2 separate regions of the Mus musculus genome follow, and region 1 is linked to region 2. A link is a contact called in public Hi-C data. All regions are on one chromosome and are shown on one strand. The core of a region is the stretch at or near the end of the contact, and the rest is flanking DNA. Distances in the headings are between cores, read along the strand shown.

The links. A called contact is a pair of places that touch in the nucleus more often than the background predicts.
Region 1: a contact with region 2 is called in a Hi-C map of nephron progenitors, with 2.4 times the contacts expected there. A contact is called at or near these places in 3 of 39 promoter capture datasets (the SN4741 cell line and embryonic stem cells), 10 of 484 Hi-C or Micro-C datasets (cortical neurons, embryonic stem cells, muscle stem cells and 3 more), 1 of 130 datasets of targeted methods (stem cell-derived neural progenitor cells) and 1 of 9 other capture datasets (adipose tissue).

Annotation. Positions count from the first base shown.
Region 1 is chr19:16,871,204-16,877,010 of GRCm38.p6, reverse strand. It overlaps Foxb2 (forkhead box B2), which reads left to right and starts at 3,181. Exons shown (of 1, transcript NM_008023.2): 1 at 3,181-4,695. The coding sequence starts at 3,371. The coding sequence ends at 4,657.
Region 2 is chr19:16,952,512-16,958,272 of GRCm38.p6, reverse strand. It overlaps Prune2 (prune homolog 2), which reads right to left and starts at 2,155. Exons shown (of 20, transcript NM_181348.4): 1 at 1,981-2,155. The coding sequence starts at 2,016.

The DNA of each region.
Region 1 (5,807 bases), core at 1,932-4,431, 82 kb after region 2:
CACAAGATGGCTCCCCCCCAAACCCCCTTGGAACCGGGTCTGGAGGAAGCTGGAGAATGCACATTCTGGCTCTGGCTGCTGCTGCTGCTGCATCCCTTACAAGCCTGCATAACTTAACTGAATTAAATCAACCTGGGAAAGAGAGAGCAGGCCCCACCACAACTGCCCAGGCTGTGCTGCGAAGCTAGGCACCGCTCTAGCGAATCTCAGAGGATCCTGAGTGGCAGTGGAGATTCATTAGGTCCCATGAATCTGCTCTCTTGAACGCGTGGGGCCAGCAGGAGCCTGGTAGTGGGCAACATTTTCTTCCCTTGCCAAATCCACACTGAACGCGACAGCTTGGGGCCCCGGAGCTGCGCTCTGCCTTCCCCGCTCTGTCTTGATGATCTAAGTTACGTGGAGCTGGCCCCCAAGCGCTGTTGGCTTGCTTAGGCTGGAGACTCAGACCACCCATCTCGCGTCCCTCGGCGACTAGGTGGCAGCGGCGGGTTGCCCGGCTCTAAAGAGAGCGGCCTCTCAGCTGTAAGGTTTAGGGTTTACATTGCAGGCTGGTTTGCCCCAGACGCCCAGAAAAAATTCTTCCCCTCCTTGGGTTCCCGGACGCCCCGCGGGGGCCACTAGCCCAGGGAAGAAAATGTCCTCAGCTGACTCCATGAAGGAGGCACCTCGAGTCCCGGATCCCACGGAAGAGATGCCACATCAAAGCATCAACAAAAGAAGTCATTTACCGAAGCGCCAGGCGCGCAGTAGCTGCCCGGAGGGGCGTCAGGAGGGGTAGACCTCAGCCTGCAGGGTTGAACAGGAGTCCCACCTCCAGCCCATTTGGCTGTCACTGTAACTGGGCGTCCTAGGAATTCCTCTGGAACTTCACAGGGTCGTTCGCTGCTGGTCTCCTCTCGGGTCTTGAAAAATCTCGCAGAAATTTCTTTGGCGGGAGAAAAGTTCCTATCACGAAGTGATAGTGAGGTGTATCCTCTTGTTTCTTAGGCCAGGCAAAGAAGTTGCACGCGCGCGCGCGCGCACACACACACACACACACACACACACACACACACCTTCTTATCCTCTTACACACTTGACCTTACCACCCATGGTCCTATCCTAGGAGGACAAACTGGCCAAACAGCAGGAGCCAGAAGGTTCCCTGCCGGCTAAAAAGGAGAAAAAGAAAACGAATCTTTCCTGCTTGCCTCACTCCAGGGTCTCTACCTAGAAACCAAGTAAGGACCCACACACCCGCGCCCATTTTACCACTTACCAAAATCCTGATTTCCTTGGACCCGTACGTAGCCTTTCTAGCCACTGAGCCAAGATTTAGGACTTATGCTTAGCAGAGAAGAAATTAAAATCTGAGGCACCTGCTGCCTTTAACTGCTCTCAAGTGAGGGAACTGGAAAGAACTCTGAAATTTTCCAACTACAGGAAAAATACTGAAAGTGAGATCCCGAGACGGGAATAGAGAATATGGTTGTTTCTAAATGCTTCTTTCCCTGCCAGCTTGGGGTCAAACGTAGCCAACCAGAATGAGATTTTAAGTTCTTTGAATACGCATTGCCATTTCCAGGATGAGTGCTTCATCCAAGTGGGGGTGGGGGGTGGTAGGGGACCTTTACCCCTGGCTCAGCCCCTGCTCCCTTACAGGTCACACCAAGGCTTCCAGAGTGATTTTAATGGTATTCCTCCCTTGGTGAGGAGAGTGCTGCACAGTTAGGTAACGGAGCCCCTCGACTCCCAACTCCTCATTCTTTCCCCTGCCTCTAATATCGCCACCCCAAAGAGACCTCACGCCGTCTGTCCGCCCCTTTCAGGAAGACGTGTTGGAGTTTCTCCACCCGCCAAGCTTCTTGCCTCCTAATTCCCTGCCTATTATCTTTCTGCCCCCTAAATCAAGGTTCTGGGGTGCAAAGAGCAATTCGTGCCTCGCTGAACCTGCCAAAAAATGGGCCGATCTGTAGGCCCCAGCTCTTCTTTCTATTGGTTTCCACTTACAACCCTCTGGGCGTCTCTGTTTCTCCAAGAGAAAAGGAGCTGGAGACAAAGGTGCTCCAAACTGGAGACCTAAATGGCTAGGCCACCGGGAAACTAAGGGAGAGTGGGTGAAAAGACTGAATGATAAAGGGAGAGAGCTATGCAAGACCTGACGGGTGAGAAAGCAGTGCCGTGCCCCCTTGCTGTGGAACAGCAGACCCCCACAACTAGACAGTGACCCCTTCTCAGTGGTCAGACGGCTGAAGCCTGGGCTGGCAAGCGGGAAGTGAAAGCGAAGGGTCGGGGTGACCAGTGGAAATGGAGAAGGGGCGGAGACGAGAAATTGTGCCTTCTTGCCCCTTCTTCAGCAAAAGAAGAGGCTGTGGAGGCGGCGGCGGCGGAGTCCCTCAGCCTCGGTCATGTGATAGTCTCGAAGCGCAAGCTGCAGGGGTCTCGGCGTCTCGGGGACCATTACAAAACGCAGCCAGGAGAGCGCGTCGCTGCCACAGCAGCGCGTCTTCTCAAAACCCGCGGGGCAGAGCGGCTGCAGCTGCAGCTCAGACGGCTGTTCGGACCGGGCGAGCCGGGTCCTAGCCTGTCTACGCAGACGCCCCCTGCAGCCTGCGGCTAGCTCCGGGAGTTCTGACACCGTCCCCTCCATAGAGCCTGACGGTGGGCGCCGCTGCTGTAGACAGCACCAAACTTTTTTCTTGGAACCACCACCTAGAGCTCGGTGCCTCTTCCATTTTCAGCTTGCCTGCAGATCTCCTGAAAAAAGAGGGTACGTACGTACAGTAGCGGATAGGAAAGTGCGCGCTCCCTCTCTCTCTTCTTACCCTGTCTACCCCTTTTTGTAAGATTTGAACTCCAGCGCGGACAGACCCAGTACCAGGTCAGCTTCCAGGGTCGAAAGATCGGTCACCAGTGGCCTCGGGACAGCTAGTGTGGACTCGAGCTTAAAAAGCCAGTCTTCATTATCCAGTTGGTTTGATCTGAGCTGCCTTTGTACCGATAAAGGGAAAAGAGACCAAAAAGAAACTCATTCCACAGCCTTTCGCTCCAGAGCTCAAGTCTAGTCATCCAAGAGGAGGACGAGACGGAGAAAAGCAAGGTAAAGCTGGCGAGTCTCTCTGGCTACTGTGAGGGCCTGCCCACGACAGTCAAGACCAGAAGTTGTGAGCGCCATAAAACTGTATTGGCTCAAAAAGCCAATTGCGGGGACCCGGGGCAGCTCCCCGAAGGAGGAGGACCAAGGCAAAAGGGGTCTGGGGACCAAGAAAGCTGGGGATCAGGCTGCGCAGGTGGAGAGAGAATTAGTGGGGACACTTAAGCCTGGTATCCGGCTTTCCGAGAGGCGTTAAGGCCCACTGTGGGCCGGACGGAAGTGGAAGAGCCTGGGAAGATGCCACGGCCAGGGAAGAGTTCCTACAGCGACCAAAAGCCGCCCTACTCTTACATCTCACTGACCGCCATGGCCATCCAGCATTCGGCTGAGAAGATGCTGCCTCTGAGCGACATCTACAAGTTCATCATGGAGCGCTTCCCCTACTACCGCGAGCACACGCAGCGCTGGCAGAACAGCCTGCGCCACAACCTCTCCTTCAACGACTGTTTCATCAAGATCCCTCGGAGGCCGGACCAACCCGGTAAGGGCAGCTTCTGGGCGCTACACCCTGACTGCGGTGACATGTTCGAGAACGGCAGCTTCCTGCGGCGCCGCAAGCGCTTCAAGGTGCTACGCGCAGACCACGCTCACCTACACTCAGGAAGCAGCAAGGGCGCGCCCGGCACGGGGCCAGGAGGTCACCTGCATCCCCACCATCCCCACCACGCACACCACCACCACCACCATCACCACCACGCCGCACACCATCACCACCATCACCACCCGCCGCAGCCGCCCCCGCCGCCGCCGCCGCACATGGTGCCCTATTTCCACCAGCAGCCGGCTCCGGCTCCGCAGCCTCCACACCTCCCGTCGCAGCCCGCGCAGCAGCCACAGCCGCAGTCGCAGCCTCCGCAGACGTCCCATCCCGGCAAGATGCAGGAGGCGGCGGCCGTGGCGGCGGCCGCAGCAGCGGCGGCGGCCGCAGCGGTGGGCAGCGTGGGGCGTCTGTCTCAGTTCCCACCCTACGGGCTGGGCTCGGCCGCCGCCGCCGCCGCTGCAGCCGCCGCGTCCACCACAGGCTTCAAACATCCGTTCGCCATAGAGAACATCATCGGGCGGGACTACAAGGGCGTGCTGCAGGCTGGAGGGTTGCCTTTGGCGTCGGTCATGCACCACTTGGGCTACCCCGTGCCGGGCCAGCTCAGCAATGTTGTCGGCTCCGTGTGGCCTCATGTTGGCGTGATGGATTCGGTAGCCGCGGCTGCCGCTGCTGCCGCCGCAGCTGGGGTCCCGGTAGGCCCGGAGTATGGGGCATTCGGGGTGCCAGTCAAGGCTCTGTGCCACTCGGCAAACCAGAGCCTGCCAGCTGTACCGGTGCCCATCAAGCCCACGCCTGCGCTACCACCCGTGACCACGCTGCCGCCGGCGTTGTCTGTCCCCACGGCGTCGCAGCAGCTGCCTGCTCCCTCCACCGTGTGCGCGGCCGCCGCCTCACCCACAGCCCCTCTCTTGGAGCCCACCGCAGCCGGCAGGGCTGACAGCAAGGGGAGCTCCCTACACTCGGTGTTGGTGCATTCTTAGGGGACCCCGCGACCGGTGAGAAGGCGCCTGTCGAGAGACTGAGACAATGGTCCCAGACCGAGAGGGTGCTCCAGGAAGGTCAGCAAACTTGGCATTGAGCTAAATGCTGCACTGGTCTGAATAAATGTAACTTCCTGGTGTCTGTGTTTATACTATCTTGTAAATCAGATTAATTAATGAAAGCCCATTTTCAGGTAAGAGTTTCTATTGTAATAAAAGTCGGTAAGTTATGGGAGAGAGGAGCAAACGTGGTCAGTGAAAACTAATTTTAGGCAAAGAGGAAGTAGGGTTCACCTCTTTTCTGGAGCAGGACCTGGACGACCTAATCCGGGAGAAGCCCAACAGAGTGACAGAAATGGACTTCAGAGCCCAGGCTTCAGTCCCCCGGAGTCCGCAGCCGCCTGCCTTTTGAGGAAAACTTGCCTTCGATGGTAAGGGAAGGAGCATGTTTTGTCTCATTATTTCCGTGGTCAGGAAAATGGACAAGAAAACGACACCGGGAATAAACTCGCTGTTACGGCGGGGGCGGGGGGTACAGAGGGGGTTAGTGGGTTCTTTGAGAAACGGTTACATTTCGTGGCTGTGACCCGGGGTCGAGGAGGATAGTAGGGACAGCTAAAGTAATTAGTTCGCACAAAAGAGAAAGGCGGAGGCTTAAAGAGCAAAGCTCCAGATTCCAAAAGTAAAGTTTGGGGAGCCCCCAGAGAGAGACAATAAAGGCGACTTTCCACCTGCGACTCCTCTGTGTATCAATCGGATGAGAAACCGTTACGAAGCCTGAGAACAGAGTTCATTCCCACGATCAGTTCCATTTAGACTTTTAAAAAAAAAAAAAGTCACTTGTATCACGGAATTTTACTCCTCTACCCGATTAGCGCATTAGCGCGAGTAGTGCGAGGAAGCCTGTCTCCTGGAGGAGAGGGGCTCGCGCCGGGTGTGGTGTTTGGTGTGTGTTTGGTGGCTGTCCGCTTTCCCACCTCCTCTTGCACAAATGAGGAGGGGTCACCTTTGCTCGCTGCGTGTCTTTTCAGGCGAATTCTTCAATTGCAGTGTGTGAATAAATTTCACTGTTGCCCTTCCCTTCCCGGGTTTTGAGACCCAGGAACAGCACTTTACTAACAACAAACTTAGGGAGGGATGCGGAGTGGCC
Region 2 (5,761 bases), core at 906-3,405:
TAACGCTGCAACCCTTTAATACAGCTCCTCATGTTGTTGTGGTCCTCAAACATAAAATGATCTCTGTTACTCCTTCATAATTGTAATTTTGCTTCTGGTATGAATTGCAATGTAGGTATCTGATATGCAGGATATCTAATATGCGACTCCCAAAGGGGTCACTACCTCTTATCGGTTGAGAACAACTTCTTCTTGAATATTGTATATTAAGCATGAATTTTATTACTGAAAACATTTATTAGGAGAAATGTGTGATGGCCAAAAGTGACCATACACATTTGTGGAGGCTGAGTGAGAAAAGTTAATTGTAATTTCTAGCCAGAAGTCTATTCTAAGAAAAGACCAATTTAGTTATAATTGTTCCTCTGGCTAATGCAGGAAGCTGGTAACAATTTCAAACAACCTCCGTTTTCCAGTTCTTTTTTTTTTTTTTTTTTAATGATGTAGAGCAATTGGTCGTCTAATGAAGGGACTCAGTAAATAAATTAGACATCACTTTCCGCTGATGATTCTGAAAGCGAATCTCCATTCCAGGAATTGTTCAGAAATGAGACTCACAGCGGACCACACAGTCTGAACATTACTGTTAGAAACCAAGACAACATATATGATGGACCATAGCCTCTGTCCCAGACTCTGCGTTCAAACTCAGTCACTATCCGCTGACACACAGGCACATCCCACAAGCTTCCAAGGTTGACTTCACGTTTCCAACATCTTTCTCCTATTCCTAGGTGAGCGGTGGGTGCTTATTTCAGTAAAGACACAAGGCCGAGACTGAGTTTCTGCAGTAAATGGCTTTCTTTTCTTTTTCCAGTGTATCTTAGTGAAACTTCTAAGGGGTCAAAACCCACAGAAGTGATCAGACACTTTCTCAAATCTGAAACTAATCCTCCCAAACACTGCTGGTTGCCAGACTGGAGGTCGGGATGGACTAAAGGTAGGAAACAAAGTATCAGTTTTAATCAACCTCAATGGCCTCTTTTTAAAAAGAAAGCGGAAAAGAAAGAAAAGATGTCTACACTTGATGCTCTGGTGGCCCTCCCTGCCCTTTGTTTTGCCCCGGTGACATCCTGCCTTTTATTGGAGGCACCACCTCAACAGATTTTAGTAGCTTCTTCTGTGAAGGTTTAAAGGAAACAGGCATCATACATTATGTATTTTCTTTTATGCCAAACCCATAAAAGTACTTTTGGTCTTCACAAAAGGTACACTTTCTAAATAAGCCCACCTTTTGTTTTTTAAGTGCCAAGACTGAAACATTTCCTTTATGGTCATTATTATTATTGCCATGCTAGAGAAAAGTGCCTCTCCTGTTCGGAATGGGTAGCAAATGTGGAAACACAATGAAATTGCAGTTTATTGTTTACATTTTCAGACAGAAAAATGCACAAGACCATCATGCGGGGCTCTTCCCTCAGCCCCATCAACCTCAAAATGAAGCCCCCTCAACCTTCAGCCTCTGCCACAGGGTGTGGAGAATACCCTGGAATGCCTCTAAGTTCAGCTCTGAGCAGGCTCTGAGAGTTGCCACCCTGATCCAGGCAGAGCCCTGGCCCTCACAAGGGCTTTGCCACTCCCAGCCTAAGTACTGTCCCAGGGCTAGGTTCTTCCTTTTCACACCTACAGGTCTTGCATCTGGGGAAAGCTGGACTTTTTTTCCTCCCGGAGGATCACCACCCTCCTTCACCCACTGTCTGAGCAACTCTCTCAGGACTGAGGCTCAGGAGACCAGTCACATCAGTTCAGACAGGCCTCACCACTCCACCTCTGCACCTTGCCTGACTGCGGAGGAAGATCGCTGATACTAGAGTTGCAGAGGTTCTTTGCTGGTGCAGCTCGCACACACAGATAAGTAATCCGCAAAGTTGTTTTCACCCTCCTCATCCTCCTCTACTGTGCATCCTCTCCTCCCGACTCCAGCGGCACACACCCACACTCAGACACACAGACACACGCACCCCTGCAGCTTCAATTTACCAGTTTAGATTTGGCGCGTTGCAAAAATTCTTCCATGTCTCTGCTAGGAACTGGGACCAGGGGTCCGGATGGAGAGCGCCGAGAGAGGAGAGCTGCGGTGGACTTGAGCGGGATCTCCAGAAAGTGGTCGCTTTGCGCAGGGACCAGCCGCTCCCTAGGCGGGCCGGCCGGGACTGAGCCCTCCTTGCTTCCTCTGGGCGGCTTGCCCAGCCCACGCCCCGCGGCAGCTCCAGCTCCGACTCTGTCCTAATAAGGAAAGTGGGTGTGCCGCCCGGGAGCCCAGGGACCGCCACCAGCCTGCTGGCACGCGCGCGCCTCGGGGGCCCTGACGCGGGGCAGCTGGTGGGGGTGGCGAGGGGCTCCTTGGCCAATCGCAGAGCCCCGCGGTGGCCTCCTGACGCGGTGCGCTGAAAGATGCTGCAACCATGGACAGCGCCCAGAAGTGCATGCCAAGTGCCAGGCAGGGTCTGCTGCAGTGACACTGCTGCAGGCCTCAAGGCAGCCAGCAGCCAGCAAGGAAAGGTGGGAAGAGGGGCACTGGCCCCAGGAGGAGGCCTTGTCCTCGGCCAGCGCCTCTCTGGCTGGCTGGCACTGTACTGAGTGCCCCAGTGGTCACTTAATGAGCTGGTCTGTTGCCCTGGCCCAGAATGCACTCAGGGAGAGTGGCTGGAGCTGGGAGGGAGAGAGGGAGGGATCAACCAAGGGAGGGCAATATTGCTGAGCTAAAAGCATGCGACCTTGATGGCTATTAACCAGAAGAGCTGGCTGGGAGGTTGTGTAGGCTGCAACTTTTCTCCCTACCCTACAAGCATACCCATCTAGCAACCGACATCCGCAGCTCAGCACAAAGTAGATTAGATGCCTTTGCGTCGGCCCTGCGGCTAATGGATAGCTATGTTCTCAGGCAGCCTCTGTATACTCTGGATATGTATGTTCAGGGAAAGCTGGGCAGCACAAGACGGTAGTTTCACAGACCAGCATCGTGAGCATCGCTGAGCTGATTAGAAATGTACTCTTGGCCCCCACCCACTAAACATGTGTCAGTTTCTACACCATTCTCAGATATGTCTATGTACACTCACATTTAAGAAGCACGGCAGCAAGCATCTACATCTGCAGCTATGAGAGTATTCTATACCAGGGAGGTCTGTGTACTTTTGTTATTCTTACTTAGGTTCTCAGACTCCTTTATTCACAGAGTGTTTGCACACTGCCTGTAAGAATCCCATTGCCTTCTCCTTAGCCCATAATGCCTGACTTAACACTTCATGCCTCAGCACAGAGGTGTTCTCTAGCCTGTCTCAGGGTCCTGTTCCTGTCCAACTAAATCAGCATCAAGCGATGTGAAAGCCACCGGATCAGCCTGGTGTCGGTGTGCTGCCCATGAAATGCAGCCATGAAGCTCCGATTTCTAATGAACTCCAGCACGTGTCTGGATCACTGACAAGGTAATGAAACAGAGATTTCTGGACCACATTTGCAATTTCAAATCTGCCTGTGTGTGCTTGAGGCTGTGTCGATCTACCAGTCTCCCAAGGTTTGCACAGGTTTGGCATCCAGGGGTCAAGCTTGTTGTTCACCGTGGCTCCCTGACAGATTCATTCATGGGTGGAATCACTGCCCTTTCTGCATTTTCTATTAGCAACTTGGGTTTTCTACTGTGCTATAAATTGCTTGAGTGCATGGTTATATCCTCTCACAAGCTGTGAGCTCCACAGAAACCTCACCTACCTCATTCAGAGCTGGGTCTCTAACACGACACGTGTTACGTGTTTATAGACCCTCAGCTAGACATAGGCTAATGGATAAACGTGTGTATGAGAAGAGTGGTTTTGTGCGTGTGGGGGGTGGTGGTGCACGTGTTGTTCTTTCTAACTCTGAGTCTCTGTTACTTTCTCACTCTTTGTATGCACTTATACATTTCTTAATCAAATCATTTTTCATTCAGAAAACCCTAAAGAGAAGAAACCATCGGAGTCGTCTGATGCAATTAGAGGGAAGCGGTGGGAGTCTAAAGCTCCAGGGTGAGTTCAGGTGATGAGCCGTGTGGAAGCGGTAGATCCTATCTGCTTTCTCTGCTGACTTAAAGAACTTAAAACCATACAGATAAAATAGTGCAGACAGTTTCACTAACACTATAGAGAAATAGCTAGAGAATTCTTTTAGCCTCTGGCTCCACTGGAGGATTTAGCGAATGTTGCATGGTACTGTTTTATGCCTCTGACCCTTTTCTTTATTCTTTTTCTCTCTTTTTCCTCCTTCTTTCTCTTTCTCTTTCTCTTTCTCTTTCTCTTTCTCTTTCTCTTTCTTTTTCTCTTTCTTTTTCTTTTGAGAAAGGACCCTGAGTTCGTGGTAATTCTTATTCCTTAGCCTCACAAGTACTATGATTGCAGATGGGGAATCTGGCTCTGACTTTTGGAGCACATTCTGGGTAGGATATTACACAGCCTAGAAGTAGCAAAACTTTCCCTGATGGTTTCAAATGTCAACATCTTTCTGCCCTTTTTTTTTTCTGCTAACAGTGACCCTTCAAGTGTCAATTTCCCTGCTCATAAAGTCTTTCCAAATTTGACCACCTCTACTATTTTACTGAGGCCAGGGCAAAAAATTCTCACAATCTCAGTGGCTTAAGACAATATAAATTCATTATCTTATAGTTCTGTAGGTTGGTGATCCAATACAAGTCTTGCTGGGCTAAAGCAACTTGTCAATATGGTTGTATTTCTCCTGGAGGCTCTAGGAAAAACTCCTGTTTTTTGTGTTTTTTTTTTCTTTTTCCGGCAATTAGAAGCTTCTGTATTCCTTGATGTGTGGCCCCCTTCATCGTTAAAACCAACAACATCTCATTTCTCTGATGACTCTCCAGCTTTCTCCATCCCTTTTCTATACTGAGACTGGGCCCAGGTTACTATGCATGCTAAGCAAGCATTCTGCTGCCAAGCTACATCTCCATCCTCTCAAAATATTTGATCGACACAGGGGTCTCACTAAGTTCTCCCGCCTGACCTTGAACTCACTCTGTAGCTAGGCAGACCTTGAATTTCCAGGCTTCCTTTCTGCCTCAGCCTCCTGAATATTTGGGATTATGAGCTGGTACAGGCAAGTGTTCCAGGGTATCAACCAGAGAAGACTACTTAAACTTGGACCTAAGTCCATAGAAAGTCTTTATTAGCTACCCAGCATTTCTGAGATCCCAGTGTAGCCCCAAACCTTTTGTAGGCTGCACTTTTAAGCACAAAAACCCTAACCTGTTGAAATATTTCCGCATTTCTCGTCACAACAGTAAGCCAGAACCAGAACTATATAGTTCTTCCACGTTTTTCCTTCAACATAGTCTTGGCTCTGCTCGGGTTACTATATCTAACTCACAATGCATAAGGCATGATCCAGGTCTTCAATAAGCTCAGAGAGTAGTCACTGCCGTGCAGTGCTAAATGCAGCAGCTGAGAAGTGGATCAGGATTCGGTACTAGTTGTGATGTAATACAGTATAGCAGATAAAGTCTGTGTCCTTATCCTTGATTTATGCAGTACACTAAATAAGGATAACAATTCTTTGACATTGCTCCTATGAGAACTCAAATCTATATTCTCTCTCCTTGAGCCTAGAACAATTCCATGACTCTACAAGCAATCAAATACAGTGGAAGACTATATCTTGTCCATATCTTAAAATGTCGGCTTCTCTTTTTACTTCTTGAAATATATACTCTTGGAAGCTACTTTATGGTGTAGGGAAGCTAGAGCCATCTTACGGGAAGTCCCACACACAGAGGAGCAGG